Linked DNA regions of Zea mays: regions 1 and 2 are each linked to region 3. The links are chromatin contacts, called in public Hi-C maps. All regions are on one chromosome and are shown on one strand. Each heading gives the region's core, a stretch centred on a gene start, on an enhancer-like site or on the middle of the called end of the contact. The rest is flanking DNA. Distances are from core to core; before and after follow the strand shown. Region 1 has its middle 11 kb from the start of LOC109944479. Region 2 holds the start of LOC103646055 (cytochrome P450 87A3-like). Region 3 holds the start of LOC100272312 (membrane protein).

What was found. A called contact is a pair of places that touch in the nucleus more often than the background predicts.
Region 1: a Hi-C map of ear shows a contact between it and region 3, with 1.9 times the contacts expected there. The contact joins the enhancer-like site here to the promoter of LOC100272312 in region 3. A contact is called at or near these places in 2 of 25 Hi-C or Micro-C datasets (ear and tassel).
Region 2: a Hi-C map of leaf shows a contact between it and region 3, with 5 times the contacts expected there. The contact joins the promoter of LOC103646055 here to the promoter of LOC100272312 in region 3. A contact is called at or near these places in 2 of 25 Hi-C or Micro-C datasets (leaf and tassel) and 1 of 3 datasets of contacts at active chromatin or transcription factors (leaf).

What each region holds. Positions count from the first base shown.
Region 1 is chr2:17,450,334-17,453,543 of Zm-B73-REFERENCE-NAM-5.0, reverse strand. No RefSeq gene overlaps it. Among protein-coding and RNA genes, the nearest start is that of LOC109944479, 11 kb to the right of the region's middle. Within about 2 kb of position 1,468, at least 18 of the 20 cell types and tissues checked have an H3K27ac peak or open chromatin away from gene starts, as enhancers often do. A contact at or near this core is called in ear and tassel, where this site is marked.
Region 2 is chr2:17,395,426-17,398,848 of Zm-B73-REFERENCE-NAM-5.0, reverse strand. It overlaps LOC103646055 (cytochrome P450 87A3-like), which reads right to left and starts at 1,294. Exons shown (of 9, transcript NM_001301526.2): 1 at 970-1,294; 2 at 548-872; 3 at 304-450; 4 at 1-217. The coding sequence starts at 1,190.
Region 3 is chr2:17,765,604-17,769,021 of Zm-B73-REFERENCE-NAM-5.0, reverse strand. It overlaps LOC100272312 (membrane protein), which reads left to right and starts at 1,904. Exons shown (of 5, transcript NM_001146796.1): 1 at 1,904-2,355; 2 at 2,499-2,662; 3 at 2,800-2,963; 4 at 3,049-3,290; 5 at 3,374-3,418. The coding sequence starts at 2,015.

The DNA.
Region 1 (3,210 bases), core at 219-2,718, 320 kb after region 3:
CGCTCGTGTCGCGCAACAGCCGCCACTGAAACTCCCTAGTCTCTGCCATCGCGCGGAAGGCCAGGTAGAGCGGTTGGTTTTATACAATGGTACATGAGCGTAAACTTGTGTATAACTAAGCGTAAACATTATAGTGGGTGGACCGGATGGTCGCCTGGTCAACCGAGCGGGTGGTTGGGGCTTCCTGTAGTTAAAAAGAGCCCAGGGCTCTAAATACTATATATATATATATATATATATATATATATATATATATATATATATATATATATATATATATATATATATATATATGCACATTCATGATTAAGAGGGCTCTTCTTAGCTCAGAAAGGCAATCATGAGAAGGGCAAAGCTAAACTGCGAGAAGAAGATGAAATGTTAAGTGCTAGTGTAATTGATGATGTGGATTAGCTTGAACTTACGATAAAGAGGGAGACCAAAATGCTGGGGAAGCTCAGTCTTTAGTTATGAAAAATAAGATGGTAAAAATGCTCAAATAGTTTAATCTTTGGTTATGGAAAAATAAAGATGCAAGAAGAAGATGCTCTTGCTTAGAAATGGAAAACTAGTCTCCATTCAACCTTTAGCTATCTTTATATATGGACAACTGTAATAGTATTGAGACGTTGTTATGGGCATGTATTAATTGTTTATGTATCTTGTGCGCTAATGTTGAATGCTCGTGAGCATTTGTGCCAAAATATTTCATTTAAAAAAAAATATTTTTTTGAATAAATGTCAATGTAACGCATGTACTATATAAAAAAATAGACATATCAAACAACTCGAAGGACAAAAGAGGTTATTTCAAACCTCGGTTTTATGGATTTGAAGCTGTTGTATACCAAATATTTCACTGGTGGTCCTAGATTTACTGATGAATCCAATCCACTATAAATCTCAGATTCACGTTCACTTTTTGAGAGATTGACCTGTCCAAACAGGTCTTGATCAATCCAGTTTCTCTGATGAATCTTCCTGGAAACAGAGTCCAGAAAAACGACGCTGTACTTAGCGCGTACACCCGTCAGAGATGTGTCAAATAGATTCGACGCACGTACAGCTGGTGATGCTCTTTGGTTGCCATTTCCAATCAGGTGTTCAATCTACTGTGGATCCCCATTTCTAACACAAAGTTGCTCTGCATGTTATGTATCAAGAGGATGCCTCTTAAGACTCGCAAAGGAAAAAAAAAGACGCAGGCTATAGGGAGGAACAGCTGAAACGCGCCATTTCGTACTAGCGCTGTCTGAACTTTTTGCAGCAAAGAGTCCAAGTCCAGAACAGAACGCAGCTGGGATTCAGGCACTTTTCTCTACGATTCTTTGCTGCAAAAAAGCGTCGCAGAATGCTCGTTTTAGTTGGTTTTGCTGGCTTTTTCCGGGTATTGATGGAGCCCTGGAGCCCCGCACCGGCACCGGCGTGTCCCGAGCGCACGCGCCATGCAGTTTCCGGGCCCAAAGGAAAGGCAACAAATAATGCACGAACCTTGGCTTGCAACACGCGTACGTGCTCCTGGACGCATGTGGCCTGCCTTTGGGTTTGGGAAAAGTCGTACAAATCATTTGGCTCCGTACGGGACGTAGAAACAACGGCCGGGCCGCACGCGTACCGCACAAGTGGGAAGTGGCCCCACGACACAAGATTAATACTCACTCCATTCATATAAATATACGAAAATATTGTTTTTTTAAAAAAAACTTTAACCACTCGTTTTATTTAAAAAATAATGAGTTGTCATTTATTTCGTTGTGATTTGTTTTATCACTTAAGATAATCTATACTTGACTTAAAATTTTATATTTTGAATAAATATTTTAAACAAAATGAGTAGTCAAAGTTTTCGAAAAAGATCAATGGGCTAACATATATACCAACAGTGAAAACGGGCTTTGTTCTACTAATGTACGCGCAATCACTGTGAATATTTAGTCAAATTTAATATTTTTTAAATATTTACAAATCTTCCCCTTGAAGCATTGCCACTTGATTATGAAGCCATTTATAAATTGGCAAAAATGTTTTTTTCGACATCCAAGTTATAGGTCAGCTTGATTTTCAATCCTAAACCACAAAAGTGGACAACAGGCACCATCCAACTATTGAAACTAGATAAATTTGGTCTTTGTTGTTTGTAGTCGTGGTCAATATTTACTACCTTTTCTTAAAACAAATAAGATTCAAATATCTCTAATATATTGTTAATAGAGAGGCAACATTTTTAGAATAACTACAGAAGAAATTTTTAATGTTTTATTAAAATAGATTAATCATGTCTTTTTTTTTCAAAAACTAAGCTACTCCTTTTATTTTAGAAAATAGAAACCACCTTTCAAACTGATTAGAGGGACCAAATAATCTATCTGGTTTGGAGTAACATGTATACAATTTTACTATAGAAGTACTAGCAGCAAATTAACGATAACATTAACAATTAGTTTATGAGTAAACCCGATCTGATCTGTACACCTAATTAATTAAGCAGTGATCACGCACACTTAAAAATCAAAAACTTCAACGGCAGGTGTGAACGTGACATGTGCTGTGCTTAGAACAGGGAACTAGGCACAGCTAAAGCTAACAGCAACACGCTCTCCCCGTGATCTCAACCCCAAAAGAAAGAAAGCGCCGTTGATTTCATCATCTCACGCTCTTTTCACCAAGTAATTAAGATGCCAAGAAAACGATAACCAGTTCGAGCCGAATGCGTACGTGCTGCACCGCCCGTGGCCGCCAATGGCTCCATATGCGATGTTAGCTCTCCAATCATTTTTATAGTGGACGCGAATATTTCCAGTTCATCTCCCTCGTCAGCAACAGCCGACAGGCGAGTAGGCGACAGCACTGGGACAGCGCTGAACGGCCCTTCCCGCCCACCGTCGAGGACTCCGGCCAGGCACGGGCTGCCGTAGCAGCAGCTCCCGGTAGACTTTCTAGCTCGTTTCATTTCAGAACCCATCCATGCATGCATGCATGGTAGGGTTTCCACTTTCCAGAGACGACTGCAAGCGCGTGCATGGTGGTTGCTAGCAGCTTAATTGCACTGATTAGCTAATTAAGCACATCCACACGGACGTCGTCGTACACGACGGCATATGAGCAGGGGCCTGGCGGATTGATTAAAAACAGCGGCGGCGGTCCGCGGTAACGCGAAACGCCCCAGTTTTGTTTAAGCCGATCGTTGTTCGCGTGGCCTGTTTATTAACC
Region 2 (3,423 bases), core at 45-2,544, 370 kb after region 3:
GGAAGCTGGCGAACAGGAGCACGAACATCAGGTCGAGCGCCATTCTGTCCGTCACGAGCGGCTTCTCCTTCGTGACTTCCTGGATGACGAGGTCCAAGAAGTCGCCGCCATGGCGACGTATCGTTTCCATGGCGCCTCCTCCTGCTCCGGGCACCTGTACCAGTCTCTTCCTCTCCGCTAGCACTTCCTGCAGCACCTCCATTGCGCTCTGCCGGCCCTGAAAGTGACATGACAGACCCACCAAAAAAAGGAACTTAATTCGATCGTGGTATGCAAGTGCAGCGGGTAGCAGTATGTACGCACCTTCATGCATGAGTAGTATGCTGTTCCTGGCAAATACAGAGGGAACGAGATGAGCCCTCGAACGAAGTCGAAGAAGCTCCTCCTCAGAATCTTGGACCTCGACGGCTCCAAGCTGAGAAGCTTGTTCGCTGAAAGATCGAACACCATCTACGCGCGCAGAGACACAGACATGCAGCGATCATAACTCACAACAAGCAAGGGCAGCCTCAGCCTGGCACACACTAGTGCCCGCAAAAACACGTACCGTGGAGACGGCCTCTTTCAGCTCGACCGACGGCAAGGTTGACCAGGTACAGAGCGAGCTGCTGACGGCGTGCTCGACGTCGCGGAGCATGGACTCCCTGAGGCTCTCCGGGCCGAAGTAGCGGAGCACCATGTTCTTGAGGTACTTGAACATGGCGCCCTGCTGCTCCCCGACGTTGTCCCTGCCTAGGATCTCCACGAAGGAGTCCGGGTACCAGCTCTGGAACAGCTGCCCCTCCTGCTGGAACACCATGTAGTTCAGCTCCTCGTCCGCGGAGACGACGACCGGGTGGCCCACCAGGCTCGTCTTGAAGATCGGGCCGTACCTAGCTTGCACTCGAAAGGGACAGGTTAAGATTCGGAATTGCGACACCAGTCCGGCCCACCATGTTTAATCGGGCCACGGGCCAAACCGAGGCGTACCTTTGCAGTCTGTGTCGGACGAAACGCGGGACGTCCAAGGAAGCTTCAGGGGAGAAGAACTGCAGCGTCTCTCCGACGAGCGGCAGGCCCATGGAGCCCGGCGGCAGGCGGCCGCTGCATCGAGGGTTCCTCCACCTGTGCACCGCATACAGCAGCAAGAGGAGAACCATAAGGAGCACAAAGGCCGCGCCGCCGGTGAGCCTCATGTGGTACGCGCACATCTCCGAGATCGGGCGGTATGGGGAGAACTCACGTCACGCGGCTCTGCATGTCTCGTTCATGCACTTCAAAGCTGCAACACAGGATCCGAAATTTAAAACATCACGGGGCTCCTCAGCTAGCAAGTTCAGTTCAGTGTAAAGAATATGGCCCGGCCGGACTTTGACCGTGGTTTGCTCTATGGCAACGTAAAGGGTGTGGAGACTAGCGGTAGATAGACCTGTTACAATTGGTAGTGGTTCTTAGTCCGACTCCAGCAGTTCATTCAAAGTTTATCTATAAATACCGTTTTGCACCGTTCTATACTGTAAATTGTACTGTTCGTAAAGTGGACACTACTACAGTAAACCTCTGTACAGGCGGTTTGGTTAGCCTCTACACAGGCGGTTCCAGGAACCGCTTGTGGTGCACCGCCTGTGATGTAAAACAACATCACAGACGTTCAATCAAAAACCGCTTGTGATAGACACACATTACAGGCGGTCCAGTTTAAAGGAACCGCCTGTGATAGACACACATCACGGGCGGTTTCTTATCCTAGCCGCTTGTGTTAGCCACACATCACAGACGGTTTTTAATATAAGTCCGACTGCATACAATATAAATCACAGGCGGTTTTCAATATACAGATTCATATACAGAATTTTCAAACACAGATTCAATACACAGATTATACACAGATTTCATACACAGATTATACACAGATTGCATACACAGATTTATACATATCAAGTTCCATAACATGTTCCATACACAGATTCATCCACATATCAAGTTTCATCGTCATACACAGATTTATACACATATCAAGTTGCATAGCAACTCAACATCTGAAAGTTCCATAGACAACTCAACATCTAAAGTTCCTAACTAAAGACCTAAACACTGTGTGATATCGTGTACAAACTTAGTTCTGGGAATTGTTGCAAATTTCCATTTGTATTGTAGAATAGCCCTTGTTGATGAAGAACTTCACGGCGCATAAAGTAAAGCAAGTCTCTTACAACCTTAGCCACGCCGACGGAAACCATATCTCTTTCTAACCATTCAGCATTGATCTTGGATTTAGGAACTTGCAATGAAAGCAAAAAGCAAGCAGTGCTAAGAGTAATGTGATGAGCAACAATATAACAAAAAAATTGCAACATAGACAATGATAGCGAACTTACATCCTCACGATTGACCATGTAATGGAAGGTGACACGACACCATTCGCATACATAATAACCGCACAGGACAGTACCCGGAGGTTGTTTGTCACCATATGGAAATAATGATATTGATAAATTAGGCTTGTCCTCTGAATGTTCGCCGCCAAGATCTTTCCAATAAAAACGGTGAAAGTCGCCTAGAGGGGGGGTGAATAGGGCGAAACTGAAATTCTCAAAAATAATCACAACTACAAGCCGGGTTAGCGTTAGGAATATAATCGAGTCCGCGAGAGAGAGCGCAAAACAAATCGCAAGCGAATAAGGAGTATGACACGTAGATTTGTTTTACCGAGGTTCGGTTCTTGCAAACCTACTCCCCGTTGAGGAGGCCACAAAGGTCGGGTCTCTTTCAACCCTTCCCTCTCTCAAACGGTCCCTCGGACCGAGTGAGCTTTCTCTTCTCAATCACTTGGAACACAAAGTTCCCACAAGGACCACCACAAGTTTGGTGTCTCTTGCCTCAATTACAAGTGAGTTTGATCGCAATGAAAGAATCAAGAAAGAAGAAAGCAATCCAAGCGCAAGAGCTCGAAAGAACACAAGCAAATCTCTCTCTCTCTAATCACTAGGGCGTTGTGTGGAATTTGGAGAGGATTTGATCTCTTTGGTGTGTCTAGAATTGAATGCTAGAGCTCTTGTAAGTAGTTGGGAAGTGGAAAACTTGGATGCAATGAATGGTGGGTGGTTGGGGTTATTTATAGCCCCAACCACCAAACTAGCCGTTTGGTGAGACTGTCTGTTCGATGGCGCACCGGACAGTCCGGTGCACACCGGACATGTCCGGTGCGGCAGCCACGTCACCAAAGCCATTGGGTTCCGACCGTTGGAGCTCTGACTTCTGGGCCCGCCTGGATGTCCGGTGGCGCACCGGACATGCACTGTAGATTGTCCGGTGCGCCAGCATGGGCGTGCCTGACCTCTGCGCGCGCAGCGCGCACATTTAATGCGTCGCAGGTAGCCGTTGGCGCCGAAATAGTCGTTGCCCCGCTGTTGCACCGGACAGTCCGGTGTACACCGGACAGTC
Region 3 (3,418 bases), core at 655-3,154:
TTGCCAGTATGATCAGCTAGCTAGCAATGGCTACTGGCGCTGGAGTTAGCTGATTGCGGCATATCGTTCCTTGTTCTCTCTTCAGTTTAGGAGCAACGGTTGGCCCGGTTCGGGCGGGCGATTGTGATTTAGGCACCTGCCATTGGACTCCTGCGTCTACGTGATGCCGGGCTACGGCCTTGCGGGCATATCACGTACAACGAGTAGCGGTTAGAGAGGATACCGTACATTATACGAGCACAACAGCGGAACGGCGAGGTGAGCAGGCGTAGCAGCGACGCGACGGGAACCGTGCTCGTTCCGTAGTGTAGTCTGCCCTCCGCCGCGTGGGAACTGACTCGAGACCGCAAACGCTGCGTGTGGCCACGTCTGTACGCGCCCCGCTGCCGCCGCCGTGGCCGTTCGTCCCCGGCCGTCTTGGAGCGAGTCAGCGTCCGTCGCCGTCCGCGTTCCGACGCCTCCGTCTGAGACGAAGCCAACTGGAGCATTATAGCGTGCGTGACATCTATCTGTGGACCAGTCCACGCCACGCTTCGCATGGAACTCGAGGGCGATCAAATTAATAATCAGACAGACAGACAGACGCCCCCCAGCTTGCATTCCCTGCTGTGCTGGCCTAAAACTGGGTACAGAGACTCCAAAAACCGTGCCATTTGTCATCGTTTTTATTTACGAGGCGATGAGTGGGATCCCATTACGGAAAAAAGGCAGGAGGGGATTCCTGCGCCGGAAAGCCAACTGTGGCGCCACTACGCACTGTCCTCCATCCTTCCATATGATGCATGTAACCAAAGAAACTTGTGGCGAAAACGGGAAGAGAGATGACAGGATGGCACGAGCAAAAGAGGAGCGCAGCTGAAGGGACGAAGACGATTGCGACCGCCCGTCTTTCGGAGAACGATCAGGTTGTACAGGCTGCCTCTTGCTTCAGCCCCAGCACTACTAGCTAGCTAGGAGGAGCGACACGGACGGGCCGGCATCAGGTGCTGATCTTCTACCAACAACAGCGGATAAATAGTCGTGGTTCTGAAAGCTTGCCCGCACCAAAAAAAAAAACATGGCTCCGCAGGCGCGGAAAATGGAGTGCTTCTGCAGAAACGCGTCGGGTGGGTCGTTGGAACGGCAACGTTGAGCCGACGCGCCCTTCTTCGTGCCGAATTCGCTGTCAACGAGAGCTTTCAACGGTAACGATGATGTGCCTGCCAGGGAAGCGTCCGAGCAAGAACAAAACAGTGCGCGCCATAGCCCACAGGGCGGGTGAAAACTACCCTGCACCGCATATATATATGAGTAGCTAAGCATGGAGTTGTTATTATTTAAACCTTAAGCTACCCGGCCATGCCAATCCAAGCTATGGAAAAGATCAAGAAGTACGGGTATGGCCTATCCAAAGCATAAACTGGGCACCACCGCGCGCATATAGGATGATCATGTTGGAGGTGGCAAAAATGGCTGTAGCATGAACTGGGCTTCTGGTGATCTGTAGGAAGCAACTGACAAGCTTCCGGTTACAGTTGACCTATACTGTGTGCCATGAGTACTTCACCTGCTCAAGTTTGTAGACGGGTAAAAGGAAATATTAGTACGGTAGTACCGTCAACTAGAGCCGACAGGTCAACCTCTAATAGCGTGTTTGGCTGGAGGAGTGATGAATTCTATAGAAACTAAATAAAATAAAATGTAAGGACTAAAAATTAGTCCTAGAAACTAAATATCTCTAGTGTAAATCTTTTTTTAAAGAACAGACCAAACAAGAAAGACGTTAAAACGCACTGATTAAAACCGAGTCTCTCTCTGGTCGTCGTCTCCGCGTCCACTCTCTTCACCATCTCCACCCCTAAAGCCCACCGATTAAAACCGAGTCTCTCTGGACGTCCCCCGCGTCTACCTTCTCTATCTCCACCCCCAACTCCCCAAGAGCCGATCAGACCATTTGTACCGACCCCCGAGAGGCGACCAGGCAGTCCGGAAGCGCGTCCGTCCGTTGGTGCTGCTGGTGCCTTGTGGTCGAGCGATGTCGAACGCCGCCGACGTGGAGGCGGGCGCCCAGGCGAGGGCGGCGCCGGCGACGACGGGGATCAAGCCGCCCCCGGGGCGGTACAACAACATGACCAGCAACGGGCCGTACACGCCACCGTCGCCGTTCTACTACGACCCCGCGGCGGCGCACGGGCGGCACCACTGGTCGTGGCTGGTGCCGCTGGTGGTCATCGCCAACGTGCTCATGTTCGTGCTGGTCATGTTCTACAACAACTGCCCGCGCAGCGGCGGGGACTGCGTCGGCCGCGGCTTCCTCCGCCGCTTCTCCTTCCAGCCGCTCAAGGAGAACCCCCTCCTCGGCCCCACGGCCGCCACGTAAGAATCGCCACCTCTCGCCGCGCGAATTCATCTCCTTCCCTTCCATCCAGCACAATCCGCTGGACTCGCGACGCCTCTCTGGGTCTCATCTCATCTCGTCTGATCTCTAATCTCCCACGTCGTCGTCCCGCCGCGCGCAGGCTGCAGAGATACGGAGCCCTCGACTGGTACAAGGTCGTGCACGGGAACCAGGCCTGGCGGCTGGAGTCGTGCACCTGGCTGCACGCCGGCCTCATCCACCTGCTCGCCAACATGATCAGCCTCATCTTCATCGGCGTCCGCCTGGAGCAGCAGTTTGGATTCTGTAAGCCCCCCAAACATCTGACGCCTCGGCCTCGCTCTGTTCTGCCAAGAACAGACAGGCTCCTCCGCTGTGCAGCTGCATGCAACGCACACGGACGCGGCTTTCTGACCGGCATTTCCCCCCTCGTCCTCCTGCAGGGAAGGTGGGCCTGGTGTACCTCGTCTCTGGCTTCGGAGGGAGCGTGCTCTCCGTCTTCTTCATCAGGAAGGGCGTCTCCGTGGGCGCCTCCGGCGCGCTCTTCGGCCTCCTGGGAGCGATGCTGTCGGAGCTCATCACCAACTGGTCCATCTACACCAACAGAGTAGGCGTCTCCCCCGTTCCGGCCATTCGTTTAAGCTATATAGCATCGCCTCGCCGCCGCGCTGACTTCTGGCCATTCATCTCAGTTTGCAGCCATGCTGAACCTGATCATCATCGCCGCCATCAACCTGGCGCTCGGGATACTCCCGCACGTTGACAACTTCGCGCACATCGGCGGGTTCGCCACAGGCTTCCTCCTCGGCTTCGTGCTGCTGATCCAGCCCCAGTTCGGGTGGCTGGAGCAGCCCTTCGGTGCCAAGACCAAGTCCAAGTACAAGGCATATCAGATCATCCTCCTGCTTGCTGCCCTCGTCTTGCTGGCTGCAGGGTTAGTATAATCCCTGGTCATCTAAGCTAAAAATATTGCCCAAATCCAGTTGGAGACTAACATTTGGTTATGCGTTGTCGCAGGTTCGCTGTTGGATTGGTAATGGTGTTCAGAGGAGAGAACGGCAA